Linked DNA regions of Sus scrofa: region 1 is linked to region 2. The links are chromatin contacts, called in public Hi-C maps. All regions are on one chromosome and are shown on one strand. Each heading gives the region's core, a stretch centred on a gene start, on an enhancer-like site or on the middle of the called end of the contact. The rest is flanking DNA. Distances are from core to core; before and after follow the strand shown. Region 1 overlaps LOC110261732 (a long non-coding RNA gene). Region 2 has its middle 83 kb from the start of PAPOLA.

Region 1 (2,700 bases), core at 178-2,677, 750 kb before region 2:
CTCTGATTATCGGGTGCTGATTTGCATAGCAGATATTAATGAATAAGCATTGTTTTGACTGCAACTTTGACTATAACCTGCTGATTTAATGACTCACGCTAAGTTTCAGGAGTGCGGGCTGCAGTCTTAATTACGCAAACGTGGCCGCGCTCCTGATATTAATAACAGCTAGCATAAATATCAGGACTTGACAGAAACAAGTAATTAAAGCAGGAAAGACGCTCGAGTCAGTGGGCCCAACGGATGCTCTAAATGGAAGGATGGTTCCTGATTTCATCACTTTACCAAATTCTGCTTCCATAGTAAACAATGTTTGGGGGCGGGGGAGTTTTAATTTTTAAGTTGGGACGAGGGTGCTGGTACTCAAAATGACAAGGCATTAAAATGTAGCTTAGTGTTTGCAGGTAATGGCAAAAATGTCTGGGCAGGAGAGCGACCCAGGCAGGGATATCTGTGACGGTGGTTTAATTTGTTGTCCTGCCTGGTCTGACATGCGGTGAGGGCTGCCAAGGAGAGGGACGAGGGCTCCTGAGAGCCTGCCTATGCTGTGTGCGTCCTGGGTCCCTTCATGGCTGCGTGGTCCTGGGGCATGTCCTTGTTGTCGTGGCTCTGCTCCTCTGCAAGGGCATCCATGTGCCTAAAACTTGCTGTGGGCTTGCCCACAGGAGAGGGGTCACGATGCAAAACCCCTTCCTGCCCTGCATCCCCGTCCTAATGGAAGGAGTAGCAAGAGTCTGTTATTCCCTATCACGTGTGCTACTTCGGCAGGTAGCCCTCTGCAAAAAATCAAGTCGATTTCATTTGCAAGCATTTTTTGCATCTATAGAACTAAGATGAACACTTTGATGCCTGGCAATCTCTGATGGGCATTGGGTGCAGGGCACCACCAGGGTAATTCTAGCCCCATGATGCTTTTCTCTGTCAAGCTCCAGAACTTTCTTTCAGAGGGAAAAAAATAAATAAAGCATAACTCACCAATCTGCAGGTCTTCTTTCCCTAACCTAACAACATTTCCAAAAGAAAACCAAAATCCTCAATGGCTCCGAGGTTTAACAGCCAGGCCTGTTACCTGGTGGGACATCTCTTGTGACAGAGCCATCGTGGAAAAGCTGCTGAGAAATTCCAGTCGCCGAATGTGAATTAGCTGACAGACAATTCCTGTTAAGTTTCTGTTTTTCAATCAGGGAAGCTATGACTGGGTCTGATCACTTTCTAGGGAAATTGTATGTGTACGTGTGAGTGTGTGTGTGTGTGTGTGTAACAGGAGTCTGGTTTCTGATCTTGGTATTGGAAGGACAGGGCCTTGGTTTAGAGCAGAAATGACCCATCCTTGCATTTTGCCCCCATGGCTGCCACGGACCTCAGCCTACAGCCCAAGGCGCCTCCTTACAAAGCCCGTAGGCTCTCAGCAGCTTATTGGTATGCTAATGCCCAGAGCTGCCTCAATTTGCAATTCCACCCTAGAAATGGTATTCAGATTTCCGCATCCCTTCGAAGAATGTGGATGCCGGATTTTTTTTTCCCTGCTTGCGGTCAGACAGGTAAAATAAACTTAGCTCAGTGACAGAAGATCGCATCCCTGAGGCCTTCTTTGGTCTATTCAGAAAAGCAGGAGAAATACGGATATTTCAAAAAATCAGGAAGGGGGTGGGGGGAGAAGGCCAGATTCCTTTTACAAACTGTGGTTCTCAGTTCTTAACCTTCCACTCTTTGTCTACACCTAAGGAGACTCAATCTCAACATCTTGACTTAGCCCTGGGGGGGCCCAGGCTCCCTCTTTGCTTATTAGCATTGGGGGAGGGCTCCCTCTTTGCTTATTAGCATTGGGGGTCTCCCCCTTTGCTTAAGATAACCCCCTCTCTTTGCATTTGAAAAATAAATGTAAAGTTTACCTTGGGAACAAATGATTAATGAAGTGTTTTCAGTGTCTCCCAGCTGTTCAGCATAATAGAAGAATAATTTGATGTTTGGGGTCCTTAAGCCATTTGATGACAATTGATTTTTTTTTTTTTTTGGAGGGGCTATGGGGGTAAGGTGATTAAAGGGTTAATATTCAAATCAGAAATTTGCAAGGCCTGCATAATGGGAGCGCCACCCTCATAACAATAGGAATTTTTAACAATATCCAGCCTTGTTAGCAAGAGAGTTACATGCATTGAGGGCAATCAGTGTGTCTTGTCAGTTTCTTTTTATCTACCATCTCCAACCGCCGAGGAGCCGAAATGAAGCACTTTGGAATTATCAATTTCAGCCACATTTGCATAACAAAGCCCCCGAGGAAGAGGCATGATAAATGTGAAGGACCCCTCTTGGAAAAGGAACTGTCAGCCGCGCCCCGAAACATTCTCCGACCAAGCGCATTCTCCGGGACTGCAGTCAGCGAAAATAAAATGAAAGCATTAAAGAAAGTCATTCTCTCAGAGAGAAAAATCTCCCCCTCTGCACAGAGAGAACTGGATGAAATGACATTATGCATATGAAAATGTCCAGAAAGATGTTTGATTTATGTATGCATTAGATGCAAATTCCATTACGGTGCGCGCGCTGTTGTGTGATTTGGCGCTGAACACATCAGCGCCCTGATCAGATCTGATCTCATTAATTCCGACAAGGAGAGAGAGAGGGAATTGAGAAGAATTTATGGCCTGGACACTTGAAAGAAGTAAATTGTAATTCTGTTTAAAGCTGTAGCGAACCTTT
Region 2 (2,700 bases), core at 62-2,561:
TAAAGGGACACGGGCGCTCGCAAAGCCACACCTGAAGTGGGGAGCCCAGGTCCCTGATACTGATGAATATGTAAAGTCCTGCTTGGAGGCGCAGGCACGGTCTCTAATAAGAATGCACGAGTCAGTGTTTGAAAACAGACATTTGCATTTGCCCTGCGGTCACAGTACATGGACCATTCTTATTCAAAAATTTATTTTTCTTTTTTTTAAGGCCTGGAATTATTCCGGGCCCTCGCTCCCCACCCACACACACAGCCAGCTTTTTGTGTTCCCTTTAAACAGAAATTAAGAGAAGGGAGCCCAGAGCCCTCTAGCTGCTTCCTCTGCAGTTGTTGCACACAGGGGAGGGACCCCCCCCAAACAAGCTCCCAGATGGGGACCCCCCGCCCCGCAAAGCCTGGTTCCTGCAGATACTACTTTCATGCCCAGCGCGGTTCTCAGGTCAGAATGAAATGCAGAATTAAAAAGGGAGCAAAACAAAGGGGAAGGGAAGGTTGGGGCTCAGCAACACCCCCAAAAGGAGTCAGGGAGGGATTCACTGGCGTGGCTGGGTGCTGGCCGTGTCCGCCCGAGGCTGGCATTTCTCAGCTAGTTCTGGACAAGGTGACCAGGGCGCTGTGGTTTCTGGGGTAAAGTCCCAGGGAAAAGCGCACCCAGCTGTTCATTTTTGAAAAATAAACTTTATCACGGGGGCCTTTTCATCTCGAACCGTTCCATTGTTGGCAGTGTCTGACAGGGGGCAGGTGCCACCATTTGGGGACAAGGAACCCAGCATGAATACCCCGTCGCTCTCGCCTCTCTCCTCGGTTGCTGCTTCCCCAGCAAAGGGCGCTTGGCCTCTTCTGCTCAGAGTCCCCACCTCCAAGGCGCCCGCGCCCGCCGCGGGGATGCCATCCCCGAGGCGACGCCGACCATCCGTGCCGACCGCGCGGCCTCCCGGGACCCCGGCTCCCGTCCTCTGCGCAGCCCCCGCCGCGCCCCCTCCAACCCGGGAGGTCGGCCGAGGTCAAGTGCTGAGCCCGCCAACACCGAGTTTGTCTCCTTCCTCCTAACGTCCGAGCGCCCCGGGCTCGTCCTGAGCGCGCGGCGCCTCCTCCGGGCCCGGGAGGTGGCGCATGGGACCTGTCTTCACTTTGTCCCGGGGCGCGGCGGGGACCAGGCGGCGGGGGAAGAGGGGCGCCGTGCGGTTCTGGGCTGGGCCGAGCCGCCGGTCGCGGAGGCCACCGGCCGAAGTGCACAGGTTCCTTTGTGGCCGTCCTGGGTCCGGCGAGCCGAGCCCCCATTTCAGGGCTAACAGTGACACCTGCAGTTTAACCCGCCACATGTCACGCTGCGGGACAGCCGCCGGGGAAGGGCTGGGCCTCAGGCCACGTCCCCACCCGGGGTCCAAGGGGCCAGGCTGGCCAGAGGACCTCAGGGAGAGGGCTGGCTCTCAGCTCTCTGGGCCTGGTGAAGGATCCAGAGAGGCAGGGACCCACCTGCCACCCCCAGTTTGCAGCTCTGAGCCTCCAGAACCAAGGACTTGGGTCAGCTGCTCTCTCTCTAGCCAGAGCTCCAGCAGGCAGCCCCTGGCCACCAACCTGGGCCAGCCCAGAGCCGGGGGGTCCTTGCCAGTTGTGGGGGCCAGGGGAGCAGCAGGCCCAAGAACACCAGTTTCAGCAGCCCAACAGCCACGTATGGGAACCTGGGCTCTTTCTCACCAGCATCCTGATGGCCCGTCACTCACGTCCAACGCCCTCATTTATAGACAGGACCACAGTGCAGAAGCAGATGAGTCAAGGTCACCCAGGACTGCCAGGGACCCCTTCCTGGCATGGGCATCATGGGAAAATGCACAGGCAGCTTTCTCATAGCTTGTCCCCTCTCTGCCACTGCCCACTCTTCACACTCACACACATGCGTGCACACGTGTACACCATGTGTGTGCAATCAGCAGGTCAAGATTGTTTTGCCTCTCTGAAGCCAGGGCCAGGTCCCGAGGCTGGCTTCCACAGCCCCAGCCTGCCTTCCTCCCAAACGCACTGGATCGCAGAAGTCTGAGAGCCAGGACTCGGGGAAGTGGGAACAAAAATGAACCGACGCAAAGATTTCTTTATAACTTTTCTCAATATTCTGCTGATTGCTAGCTCAGTAGCAGATGTGGTATGCTTAATGATGCATAGACAAGAAGCAGCCCCTAATCCCTAAATGAACTTCTTATCTCTAAATATATACAGGGCAAGCTATATAAACTCCATCGAGCCCCTCTGCCATCCCTCCCAGCTACCCGAATCGGGGACTGGAAGGAGAGAATGGGCGCTTAGGAGACCCAGCAGGGGTACATGGAGGACTGGGAGAAGAGGGTGGCCACCTCCGTGTGACCCAACTGTCCCTGGCCCGGGCAGCCCAGCTGCCTCTCCTTTCCCAGGGGAGAATCTGAGGGGCTCCCGCTCCAGGAGTCTCCAGCGTCGGCTGCAGCAACAGCCACCAAATCTGCACCAGCTAACACTCCATCCAGTTAGTTGCTTCCCATTAAAGGTACCAAACAAGGATCTCCTGCTGTAGGATGGGCGTCAGCAGCATCTTGGGAGTGCTTGGCATGAGGGTTCCATCCTCAGCCTGGCACATTGGGTAAAGGATCTGGCATTACTGCAGCTGCAGCTTAGGTCGAGACTGTGGCTCAGATCTGCTCCCTGGCCTGGGAGCTCCATATGCCTCGGG

The links. Hi-C and Micro-C count contacts between places; a contact is called where the count stands out from the background.
Region 1: a contact with region 2 is called in a Hi-C map of epiblast stem cells, with 1.7 times the contacts expected there. The contact joins two enhancer-like sites. A contact is called at or near these places in 2 of 47 Hi-C or Micro-C datasets (embryonic fibroblasts and epiblast stem cells).

What each region holds. Positions count from the first base shown.
Region 1 is chr7:118,505,873-118,508,572 of Sscrofa11.1, reverse strand. All of the region lies in intron 3 of LOC110261732 (a long non-coding RNA gene), which reads right to left. Among named protein-coding and RNA genes, the nearest start is that of VRK1, 560 kb to the right of the region's middle. Within about 2 kb of position 1,427, at least 3 of the 83 cell types and tissues checked have an H3K27ac peak or open chromatin away from gene starts, as enhancers often do. A contact at or near this core is called in epiblast stem cells, where this site is marked.
Region 2 is chr7:117,757,497-117,760,196 of Sscrofa11.1, reverse strand. No RefSeq gene overlaps it. Among named protein-coding and RNA genes, the nearest start is that of PAPOLA, 83 kb to the right of the region's middle. Within about 2 kb of position 1,311, at least 18 of the 83 cell types and tissues checked have an H3K27ac peak or open chromatin away from gene starts, as enhancers often do. A contact at or near this core is called in epiblast stem cells, where this site is marked.